Linked DNA regions of Hordeum vulgare: region 1 is linked to region 2. A link is a contact called in public Hi-C data. All regions are on one chromosome and are shown on one strand. The core of a region is the stretch at or near the end of the contact, and the rest is flanking DNA. Distances in the headings are between cores, read along the strand shown.

Evidence for each region. Hi-C and Micro-C count contacts between places; a contact is called where the count stands out from the background.
Region 1: a Hi-C map of leaf shows a contact between it and region 2, with 8 times the contacts expected there. The contact joins the enhancer-like site here to the promoter of LOC123414343 in region 2. A contact is called at or near these places in 3 of 6 Hi-C or Micro-C datasets (leaf and seedling).

Annotation. Positions count from the first base shown.
Region 1 is chr1H:46,386,032-46,392,322 of MorexV3_pseudomolecules_assembly, forward strand. No RefSeq gene overlaps it. Among protein-coding and RNA genes, the nearest start is that of LOC123406407, 130 kb to the right of the region's middle. Within about 2 kb of position 3,645, at least 2 of the 3 cell types and tissues checked have open chromatin away from gene starts, as enhancers often do. A contact at or near this core is called in leaf, where this site is marked.
Region 2 is chr1H:46,167,274-46,174,046 of MorexV3_pseudomolecules_assembly, forward strand. It overlaps LOC123414343 (metal tolerance protein 1-like), which reads right to left and starts at 4,062. Exons shown (of 2, transcript XM_045106670.1): 1 at 3,867-4,062; 2 at 1-1,243. The coding sequence starts at 1,243.

The sequences.
Region 1 (6,291 bases), core at 2,395-4,894, 220 kb after region 2:
TGAAGATTTATTTATGGGAAGCCCAGTTTCGGTCACCGGAAAGGTTTCAGCGTTTATCGTTATTGTACCGGGACCACCAAAAAGGGTACCGGGGTCCCCGGGAGGGGCCATCTGTCCCGGAGGGCCATATGGGCCGAAAGTGGGATGGAACTAGCTCCATGGTGGGCTCGTGCGAGCCACCAAAGGGGCGCAAGGCTCCTAGGGTTGAAACCCTTGGGCGTGGGGTTGCCTCCCTCCAACTTGGGAGGCAAGCCACCCCCTAGGCCGCCGCTGCCCCCTCCTAGGGTTTCCTAGGGTGGCCGGCCCCCTCTACCCTTCCTCCTATAAATAAAGGAGGGTTGGGAGGGCTGCACACACACCTAAACCCTTCCCCTTGGCGCAACCCTACCCCACGACTTCTCCTTCTCCGCGGCGCTTGGCGAAGCCCTGCCGGAGAACCACAAGCTCCACCGCCACCATGTCGTCGTGCTGCCGGAGCTCTCCCTCAACTTCTCCTTCACCCTTGCTGGATCAAGAAGGAGGATACGTCACGGGGTTGTAGTGTGTTGAACGCGAAGGCGCCATTCGTTCGGTGCTTGGATCGGATTGCTGCAAGTACAACTCCACCAACCTCGTTCATAGTAACGCTTCCGCTTAGCGATCTTCAACGGTATGAAGATGCTCTCCCTCTCTCTCGTTGCTAGCATCTCCTAGATTGATCTTGGTGATACATAGGAAAAGTTTGAATTATTACTATGTTTCCCAACAGGAGCCACATTCCATTGTGGTGAAGCTCTGTGGTTTTGTTGGGAGCCTCCAATTGAGTTGTGGAGATTGCCCAACCTTGCTTGTAAAGGTTCAGTTGCCGCCTTCAAGGGCACCACTTAGTGCAATCACGACACTTTGCATTGTGTGAGGGTGTGAGGAGAATACGGTGGCCTTAGTTGCATCTTGGGGAGCATTATGCCTCCACCGCGCTCTAACGGAGGCGTACTTCCCCTCAAAAGGAAGGAAATTTGGAAACACATCCTCGTCTTCATCGGTTCAACTTGTGGTCACTTCTCACCTTTACTTGTATTTTTTTACTTGCTTATTATTGTTGGTGTTAGCATCATATAGGTTGCTCACTTAGTTGCATATCTAGATAACTTTTTGGTTGTTAAACTTATTTTGTTAAAGAAAAACCTAAAATTTGTAGTTGTCTATTCACCCCCCCCCCCCCCCCCCCCCGTTAGTCAACCATATCAATACTTTCAACCTTGAACAAAGAAAGGGAGGGATAGCATATTTGTTGTCGTGGATAGGTTTTCAAAAAGGGATTTTTATTTTCATGCCCTCGTTCCTTAGTTGTACTAACTTTTCCCCATTCACTCAGTTTGCATCCTTTTTAATAAATGTTCATAGTTTTAAAAAATGTACAGAGTTCCACAAACGTACATAATATTCAAAAATTGTTCATGGTTTTGAGGCAATATGTTAACAAACTTGAAAGATAGTCAAAAAAGGAAATATAAAAGGAAAGTGGGACGAAATAATAAAGAAAAATTAAAAAAATATAGAAAAAGGAAAATAAAATAAAAAAATTACTTAAAAGAAAAAAGGAAGAAGAAAAAAATAAAAAAAAAGGAAAATGCTGCTTTAGAGATGGTTTCTTCCCAATGGGTATGGAACCCCAAATGGCCCGGTCAAAGAAACAGGACATTGTAGGCGGTACGCGCTAGGGGGAGCTTCTACCTGTCGCTCGTTGCGGCAGCATGTCGCTTGAACACACAGGGGTGTCGCTGGGCCGGCCCATCAACCCGCTGATAGTTTCGTTTTCTGTCACGTGAAAAAATCTACTCCCCTCTGTAAAGAAATATAAAAGCATTTATATGACTAAAATAGTGTTCTAAACACTCTTATACTCCCTCCGTCGCGGTTTAGAAGGCGTGGTTGAAAATTTTCTAAAACCTAGGTGGTTATTGATTGGCTGCGAGATGAGCTATAAATAGCATTCATACTACGCATGCATATAGAAGTAGTACAACGGAGTATTAATTAGCTGTTACGAGTAAATGCAATGCGCCATAAACATTGTCTATTATGAAAATGCACGTAAATTTAACCATGACTTCTAAACCATGACGGAGGAAGTAGAAAACAGCATAGCTTCGAAATTGAACACCCGACCTCATGATTACGCCACAGCCACTCGCCACTCCGGCTCAAAGCACCTACTGAAGAAATTAGTTCAAAACACTATAACAACACTATAACAACACTCCGGCTCAAAATATTTCTTGAAAATTGCAAGCAATGTTGAATTCATGAAGAAAATTTAAAAGCGAACAATTCTTTAATTTGTGAACATTTTTTATGGAAACATGAACATTTTTTGAAAGTGTGAGCTGAAATTTATGAAAAACAATAACAAGTTTTAAAAAAAACAATAACATTTTTGAGAATCCAGAATTTTTTCAAATACGTGAACAACATTATAAAATTTTGAACATTTTTTGAATTTAAGAAACTTATATTGAAACCACAAACTTTTTTTGAATTGTGAACAAATTTTTAAACTATAAACATTTTTAGAACTGTGATAAATTTTGAAACATGAATAAATTTCAAGTTTGTAATTTTTTTATAAATGCGTGAATATTTTTCAAATCTGCAACAAATTTTGAAACTGAGAACATTTTTCAAGTTGTAAATAGAAAAATAAAAGGATGAACATTTTTTGAATCTATGAAGAAATTTTTAAACAGAGAATGTTTTTCGAATAGTGGACAAATTTTGAAACATGATAAATTTCAAACTCATCAAAAAAATTATAACATTGTGAGCATTTTCCGTCAAACCGCAAACATGATTGGAAATATGAACAAATTTTGAAAAATGAACAAATTTCAAATTAGAGAACTAAATTGTAAATTTGTGATCATTTTTAGAATTGTCAACAATTTTTTAAGCCGTAATTTTCTTTAATTGTGAACAAGTTTTGCAAACATGAATAAATTTTAAATTCGTAAACAAAATTCTAAAATTGTGCATATGTTTCGAATCTTTCGATTTTTTTTGAAACCGCGAACATTTTTCGAATTGTGAACAAATTTTGAAACCGTAATGTTTTTTTGAATTGTGAACAAATTTTGAAACATGAATAAATTTCAAATTGATAAACAAAATGAGAAAATTGTGACTATTTTTCGAATCAGCAAACAATTCTTGTAACTCAGAATATTTTTCGAATTGTGAATAATATTATAAAATTATGCACTAATTTTGAATCTGCAAACAAATTTTGAAACTCAGTAAATTTTTTACATTGTGAAAAGAATTTGAAACATGATAAATTTCAAATTCATGAACAAAAATATAAATTGTGGACATTTTTCTAATTTGAACAACAATTTTTGGATAATCCAGAATGTTTTCTGTAAATCCAATACATTTTTTAAAACAGAAATAGAGAAAAAAGAAACGAAAAAAAAAATAAAGAATAAAGAATAAAGAACCAGTTAAAAAAATCTTATATAAGTTTTCCAAAAAAACGACTGAACCCTTAGAAGTTTCCAAAACCAATGCGATAGAACCTGAAACGAGCCGACCCACTCGCAAAGGAGCGCTGGCAATCCCAGTGCGAAGCCCAAGGTTTCGCAATGAGCGGCGAATAAGGAATTCCTGCGCTATGTGGGTAATAAAAGACGTACGCTCCAAATTTGAGACGACGATCTAGCGTCTAGCCCCGCTTCTATGGCCCTTGCTTTTGCGTCGGCCGATACAGATCTCATTTATTTATATTTTTTCCGTTTATTTTCTTTAATAAATTTTCATGATTTAAAAGCAGTTCTGAATTTAGAATAACTTTCTGGATTTCGAAACAAAAATAAACATTTTTATGACTTTGATTTTGTTTTTCTCAAATGTCAAAAACCCAAATTGCAAAAAGTATTATTCGATCTAAAAAAAAATATTGGAATTGAGAGAAATTTTTGTGATTTCAAAAAATATTAAAGAAATTCATAAAATATATTATTTATTTTCTAAAAATATTCATGTATTCTAATTTGTTCATTATTTCTAAAAAATGTTCAAAAAAGTGAATATATTCTTCAATAACAATAAGGTGCATCGATTCAACAAATGTTGACCAATCTGAAAAAATGTTCATCCATTGGGAAAAATATATCGGGAATGCAAATTATTATGATATAAAATGCTTGTCTATAAAAACAATGTTAACGAGTTTCAGAAAAATGTTCACACTTATTTAAAAAATGTTCACAAAAATGGATACTTTGACAATTTGAAACAATGTTCATGAACTTGTAGAAAATATTAGAAATTTGAAAGATATTCATTATTACACAAAAGAATCTTGATGATTTCATTAAAATGGTCACAAAATGTTAAAAATATGTTCAAAAAATGAAAAAGAAGCGAAAATGATATGGTGGCCCAGTACCATACCATCGACAAGCATGTTGGGCCTGAGGGCAAGAATGTGACGAGTACTGATTACTTTCAATGGAATCATTAGCGTGGTTTTTGATTTGAGAACCTCGCAATTTACGAGGGTCAGTCTTATTGACACATGGCTATTGTGTTTAGAATAATGGTAGTACTAGTAAACGTGCACGTGCAACGCATATATATGCATAGAATAATGTGTGTCTTTGTTCAATGGTTTAAGCAAAATTTCTAATTTTGGGAAGTAGATTTCACATGTTCAACATGTTGAGGGTTCAAAACCCCACAAATTGATTATGCTTTCACACTACTACTTCTTCTATTAACTGGTTAACTTTTTTTGTCCAAATGTATCTTAGAGAATCTACAACCGGATGCCACAAACCCGCCTCAAAAGTCTGGACGGCGTGGTCACAAAAAAGTGACCCACATGGCTCCTCAAATGGCCCTCAAATGTTTGGGCTGACCGGTACCCCCTCATGTCCAACCCAAATCTAGGACAGATATGGGGCGCCCGGACGTGTTCCTCACGTCATACCCTACCAATGCAACCCCACATATATCGGTCCACATTTTGTTGCTCGACCAAATCATAGCCACTTTACTCTGCTCCTCCAACCCAAGCTCCCATCCGGCATTCTCTAGCGTTCTCTACCATGGAAAGCAACGGATCTTACTCCAACCAGTACGGATCCGTCGACTGGGATGTCGTGTCGTGCAGGTTGGAGGAGGCAATGGCCATCCACATTGCACTCCACCATAATCGGGAAGACAACGCCCGACCGACTACAGGTCTATGTGGCACGACTCTATGTCGTCGACACATCTAGCGCCCGGGTCCTCTCGGCTGGATCATCGCGGTCCTGGGAGCCTTCAAATCTTCCCTTTCCCATCTCCGATCGGGGGAGTATGAGTCCCGTCGGGACTGGTGTGCCCGTCGTGGAAAGGAGAGGATAAGGGTAACCGAGGCCCACCACGCAACCGACATCGCGATGGCGAAGGCGGGGGGGGGGGGGTCATAGACGAGGAAGCTCGCATTGTAAATAAGTGGAGGTGGAGGAACAAGATGCCCTCCCTCGAGAGAAGAATCGAGGGGTCCGTGTGTTGGAATTATGCCCTAGAGGCAATTGATAAATAAGTTATTATTATAATTCCTGTATCAAGATAATCGTTTATTATCCATGCTATAATTGTATTGAATGAAGACTTAGATACATGTGTGGATACATAGACAAAACACAGTCCCTAGCAAGCCTCTAGTTGGCTAGCGAGTTGATCAAGGATAGTCAGGGTCTTCTGACTATGTACAAGGTGTTGTTGCTTGATAACTGGATCACGTCATTGGGAGAATCATGTGATGGACTAGACCCAAACTAATAGACGTAGCATGTTGATCGTGTCATTTTGTTGCTACTGTTTTCTGCGTGTCAAGTATTTATTCCTATGACCATGAGATCATATAACTCACTGACACCGGAGGAATACTTTGTGTGTATCAAACGTCACAACGTAACTGGGTGGCTATAAAGATGCTCTACAGGTATCTCCGAATGTGTCCGTTGAGTTAGTATGAATCCAGACTGGGATTTGTCACTTCGTGTGACGGAGAGGTATCTCGGGGCCCACTTGGTAATACAACATCACACACAAGCCTTGCAAGCAATGTGACTTAGTGTAAGTTACGGGATCTTGTATTACAGAACAAGTAAAGAGACTTGCCAGTAAACGAGATTGAAATAGGTATGCGGATACTGACGATCGAATCTCGGGCAAGTATGTCACGCCCAAGATGCGACCCTATCCTCAATTTGGCACGAAGGCCTCGTCAGGGATAGAAGCGCATCTCGTCGTGTCGCAAGA
Region 2 (6,773 bases), core at 2,812-5,311:
TCACATGACTGATGTTGTACTCTGCCTTGATGTACCCAATGACCTTGTCAAGCATTTTATCAGCATCCACATCCTGCGTGATCGTCACATGGCATGCCAAGAGCACCTTCCCCACTGTGATAGCCCAGATGTGCAGCTCATGGACAGCAATCACACCTTCCATCTCACGGAGACCAGTCTCAAGCCTGGTGGCATCGATCTCGCGGGGCGTGCTCTCCATAAGGACTTCAAGTATGTTCCGAATCATCTTGATTGTGGTGAACAGTACAATCACAGAGAAGATGAGGGTGCATATGAGATCAATAATCTTCCATTCGGGCTTGTACCAGATGAGAGCCCCTCCAATCATTACACCAATGCTCTGGATGGAGTCCCCAATTACATGCAGATATGCACTGTGGACATTGATGTTCCGGCGAGGCTTCTTAGCAGGCTTGGCTCCAGGCTGGGCACTCTCACAATCACCATCATGTTTAATCAATGGTTGCTCAACATCCTGGTGCTGTCCAGTGCTCGAATGAGAGTGATTATTAGTCGTAACGGTAATAGAAGTTCCATGGCTGTGCTCATGGTGATGTACATGGCCCTGCTCATGATCTCCATGATGGGAATGGTCATCCTCTGAGTTACCATGATCATGGTCATGTGAATGTCCATGGCCGTGACCATGGCTGTGCCCATGTCCACCGTGCCCATGGTCATGACCAAGCAACACTGCCATTATGATGTTAACAAACAAACCAAAAGCTGATACAGCAAACATGAGGGAGCCCTGTACCTCTCCACTTTCATTGAGGAGCCTCATAATAGCTTCGTAGACAAGTATGCCAGCAAGGAGCCATATAAGCTGAATGGAAACCAATGCCCCAAGAATCTCTATACGGAAAAATCCATATGACTGCTGAGGTGTCGCTTCCCAACCAGCTGCCCATAGGGAGAACAAAGATATGGCAAATGCTGCAACATCCGAAAGGAGATGGGCAGCATCAGTCAAGATTGCAAGACTGTTTGCTTTGATGCCTCCAACCACTTCAACCGCCATGAATATAACACAAAGGATCACAGCAATTAGGAGCTTCTTCATGGATGCAGACCTCTCCTTTGAATCTTTCGAGGTGTTACCGGCATCAGAAAAGTCGCAAGCAGCACCTCTGCAAACTTTGTTCCCAGCTGCTCCAGAAACGGATGAGATGTCCATGGTTACTTCCGGAACATGGGGCGGTGATGAATTATGGCTGTCCATCTAAAAACAACAACCGAGTCAATACACAAGTACAATAATTATACTAGATCTACTAATACAAATCATCTCTAGTTCCTACTAACACAAGTAGAAGTGAAAAGTAAAAACTGTGAGAATATTGGTATGCAGAAATAATACTCAATTAAGATAAGAATCCAAAGGGGATATTTGCACACATGACAGTCATTAAGATTGAGATCCACAGGATATGGTGTAACATAACTTTGGCGCAGGCGGATCATGTTTAGCATATTTTAGCATGCAATTCATAAAAATGGCACGCCGGGACCACAACCCCCTAAGGCCTCGTTTGGTTAAGGGGGATTGGGGAGGTTTTGAGAGGGAGGGATTTCAGGGGATTGGGTGAATCCCTTTGTTCCACCCAATCCTCTCAAATCCCCGGGGCTTTGCTTCCACTAGTCCCCCGAGGAGGGTTTTGAAACACATGGATAGGAAGGGATTGAAGGGGAACGGAGGGGATTGGGCTAAGCAAACCCCTCCTACCAAATGGGAGTCCGAGGATCTGTGGGGTTTCTGGCCCTTCCGGGGATTTTCCTCTCAAAACCTCCCCAATCCCCCTTAACCAAACGAGGCCTAATTGATAAATTGGATGACATCAGCTAATGAAAAGGTCAGGGAAGGTAAAGTCAAGATTCAGTAGGTTTGCAAAACATGGCAGGAATCTGGAGCCTGCTAGCCAAACAACATATGCCTACGAAACTAACGACAGCGATTTGAGATAAGACCATCTTTCCACCTTTATGTGAACAACATGGAGCAGAGTAGCTCGAGTGGCCACAGCTAGCAGATTCAAAAGGGGATTAGCAGAAAGTGCGCTACTTATAAGTTAATAATACTATGAAACGGAGACGCACAACTAAAACAAAAACACTGATTGTCTGGTCGCAGGACAAAATAACTGTACTGGCACCGCAATATACTAATTCGTTCTCCTACCCCACAAATTCGATTCAACTAAACTTCAGCAAGAAGTATCAGTGTATCACAACAGTAAACCGGCAGGACTGCAAAACAGTCAAATTACCAGAGATCAATCAGATAGCAGGCATTCAGCAGCGGACAAAATAGATGCCTCTCCTACCCCGATATTATTCAGAAACGGAATGACGTGAAAAGCGAACACAAATTGGAGTTTGGCACCCACGGGAAGGAGGCCGACAAACAGAGCCGGCGCGATTGATTGACCCGCCGCGGCACGCCGCTCGCGGCCAGGCGAGCACGCCCCCGACGACGAACTCGGCCACCGCACCCAGACCAATGGAATCGCGTCGGAAGTCACAAGGACCCGACGCAGAAACCAAGGGAAATAACATGCGCGGCACGGGCCACGGGGACAGCGACCCGCGATCCAATCCCTCCGATCAGGATGGTAGATAGACCAGCAGCAGTAGTAGTAGCATCCTTCGGATTTTCCTTTTCCTCCCTCCTCCTCTGACCCCGAGCCGCCCCGATCCAACCCCGTAACTGAAACCCACCCGCGGCAGAAACTGGAAACGAAAAGAAGAAAAAAATCGCCGCGGAGACGCCGCGGGTGAGCCGGGAACCGCACGAGGCGGAATGGAGTGGGCGAGCCCTCTCGCCGTGGATGGCCCATTGGTGGCAACGGGGCGGAGCGGAGTGGAAGATCAATCCACGGATAATCATCCTTGGTTACGGCGGGGCAACCAGAGAGTGGAAGAGCGAGAGGAAGAGGGAGGGAGGCTGAGGCGAGGATAGGAGAGGCGCTAACCTGGGTGGGGATGGACGGAGCCTCGGCGGTGAGCAGCGCCGCCGCCGCCGCCGCCACGGAGTTGTGCGACACGCGACGGTAGGGAGGGAGGGAGGCGGTTCGTGGGCTCGTGGCAAGGAGGCGTGAGTCGCCAGGGGATTGTGAAGAAAAGGGGCGAGCCCAAGGGTAGTTGGGTAATTCGTGTCGGTAAAGGAAAGGAAAGGAAAAGGAGGAGGGATATCCCGACCTCCGATCCTTTGGATACCCTTCTCCCGCAGAATTTATTTACCGTGGCCACTTCGTGATTATAGAGTAAAAAAAAAAGGAAGAAGAAGAATGCAACGAAACGGCCATGCTTTCCGTTTCGAAGCACGTGACGGCGACGACGCAGGTTACGGATCTTTTGTGCCGCGCGCATTAAAACCAAAAAAACTGATTTGAGCTCTACTGTGACCCATCCAAACCAGGACCGAAGTTCAAAGAAAACCTGGAATTCGCCAACGTAGCAGCGGGGGATTACTGCTGGAGGTTCAAAGAAAGCAGCGTCGCGTCAGAGATGATGGCTGATGGCGAATCGTACTATGTGCGAGCGAGCACATTCGATTCGTCGTGCGGGCGACCAGAGCGGCGGGGGGAAGAAAGAGGGTCTCGCACGGCTCCGCGCGCCGTCGGGAGCCTTCTGCCGCCTTCTTGGTGGTGCCGCCCGCGCCGATCGACGGGAACGGAAACGGGAACGAAGTCGAGGGAGCGAGAACGTTTTGCAGCAACTACGGAGGAGGAAGGGGACGGGGAGTGCCATGGACGATAAAGCGGAGAGTCTGCCGAGCGGACGTCGGCGTCCACGGAACTGGGAGGAATGTTGGCTGGATGCTTGGAGACTGGGATGGGTTTTACCTGTGCCTGCTCTGGACGCCGGTGGCCGGCCGGTGATCCCCGCGAGCGCGGGAGGGCGGCGGGAGGCGGCTGGCGATCTTCGCGCGCGGGCGTCGGCGGGGTTGGGGGCCGAGGAGGAGGACTGGTAGGAGAGGAGGAGGGATGGGTCGGGTGGACAGGTGCCTTGCGGATCTCGTTTTATAAGGCCAGCTCACACGAGCAAAACGGGGAAGGGGTTTCTTTATGGCTTACTCAGACAACTCACGCCGCGCAGGGGGAAAATTGTCAGCACTCACCTCATTCCGGGTTTTGCCAACTATGATTCTGTTTGGATCCTCTAACTCAGTTAGTGGTTAGGGTTAAATTCTAATTCTAGACTAATCTTAAATTAACTCTAACTAAAGAGGTGTTTGAATAGCAGGGTTAAATTGTAAATAAATGATTTTTTTTCAATCATTTGGTTCCTTTAACCAAGATTTGGTATGGTGAAGGTAGAGGAAAAAGTAACTTTTCTTGGCCCCATCTAACTCTAACCCAAATAAGCATCTCTTAGGTGGGTTAGTTTTTTTGGATGGGTTAGATGCATCTAACCAACTCTAACTCTCCTGTTTGGATGTTTTGGGTTAGTTCAGTCCAATCTAACCAACTCTAATTCTAACCCATGGATCCAAACAGGGTCTATGGAATTTGCCTTTAGAGTTCAGATTTCGTATGAATTCTGTTTAAATAGTACATCCAACCTAGATTCTATCTGCTTTCTTTTAACGCAATACGGATGCAAACACTCGTAAAGTTATTTGCTTCTATCTTGTCCTTTGTGCCGGTATTGATGTCTTTCAAAACATGCTTTCGTCCCGTTTTATATGTAAAACAATAACACCCAAGTTACATGGCGGGACGATATAATGTCGTGGGGTAGCCCCCCGATACAACAGATCCCTAAATACGGAGCCAACATAATCACACAAGACTACATGGCTGGAAAACTACAGACGGAAAGACCAGAGTACAACGCTACGACCACCGCTGCCAAGCCCAAAAGGACAAGGGTTTTCACCCGAAGACTCGTCATTGAGAGGGGAACCACGATGACGTCTTCAAGAAGATAGCGACACTCGCAGATGTCGGCGGCGCCGCCGCCAAAGCGCGGAGTTTTCGCTCGACAGCTCACCTGTGTCGCCAAGAGATACCCAGACCAATCGCGACGAGAACCGGCCTCCAGATCCGGATACGGGCAACGTCATTTCCCAAGACACAAAGTAAGCCCTGAGCCACCCACCGCTACACCCCGCATTGTCCAGACGACCAACAAGCGTAGCCACCACTGTTGTCATGGGACCTGCCGGAAAGCCACCATACTGACCGCCCTTCGGGCCACCGTCCTCGCATCCATGTCCCGAGACACCACCAAATGTCAACATCACAACACGCAACCACAGTGGGAAGAACAGAAGGGATCTCCTAATCCTAGCACGACATCAACAACCTAGCCTGGGTGAGCGCATCCACCGTAGGGGTGATACGTCTCCAACATTTCTATTTTTTTATTGTTCCATGCTATTATTTTATCATTTTTGGATGCTTTATATGCATTTATATGTTGTTTTATATCATTTTTGGCAACTAACCTATTGACCCAGTGTCTAGTGCAAGTTGCTATTTTCTGCGTGTTTCTGGCTTTTCAGGAAATGAGAACCAAACAAAGTCCAAAAGCAACGAAACTTTTTGACGATTTTTTCTGGACAAAAGTAAGACCTCGAAGCTTCGATGGGAGCCCAGATGCCACACGGAGTGGTGCCGAGACATCAGGGCGCTCCCTGATGGCTTGGGACCACCCCCTGACATTTCTTGGCCCAACTCCGCCTCTATAAATCTCCCAAAATCGGGAAAACATCACAGAGCCGTCCAAAATGTTTTTTCACTACTCCAAGTCTCTGTTCCGCCGTGATCCCATCCAGAGCCTTGTTCTGGTGCCCTGGCATAGAGGGGGCCGGAGGGCATCTACATCAACCTTGCTTCTCCCATGGTGATGTGTGAGTAGTCTACCACCGACCTATGGGTCCACAGTTAGTATCTAGATGGATCTCTCTCTCTCTCTCACACGCGCGCACACACACATACACACCACGATCCCCGCGGTGATCTATTCAATATAATATTCTTTGTAGTGTGTTTGTTGGGATCCAATGAAGTGTGGGTTTATGTGTTGGGGAACGTTGCATGGGAAACAAAAAATTTCCTACGCACACGAAGACCTATCATGGTGGTGTCCATCTACGAGAGGAGATTAGATCTACGTACCCTTGTAGATCGCTAAGCGGGAAGCGTTAAGAAACGCGGTTGATGTAGTGGTACAGCTTCGTGATTCAAATCACCGTCGTCCCATGATCCGTCCCACATCCGTTCGATCTAGCACCGAACGGACGGCACCTCCGCGTTCAGCACACGTACAGCTCGATGACGATCTCGGCCTTCTTGATCCAGCAAGCAAGACAGAGAAGTAGATGAGTTCTTCGGCAGTGTGACGGCGCTCCGGTGGTGGTGATGATCTACTCCTGGAGGGCTCCGCCCGAGCTTCTTAGAAATCCGATCTAGAGGCAAAACTATGTGGAATAGGTTTGAGTTGCACGTGGCAAAGTTGTGTCTCAAAAATCCTAAAACCACCGATATATATAGGAAAAGAGGAGGGGCTAGCCTTGGGGCACAAGGGCCCCAAGGGTGCGCCGGCCGAAGGGGGAGGAGGACTCCTCCGCCAATTTGGTTTTGGGAAGGAGGAGTCCTCCTCTTCCTTCCCACCTCCCTCTTTCCTTTTTTTTCTTTCCTTTTGGTTTTTTCACTTGTGGAGCCATAGCCTTCTTGAGCTGACTCCACCAGCCCACTAAGGGTTGGTGCGCCACTATAAGGCTACTAGGCTCACTCCCGGTGGGT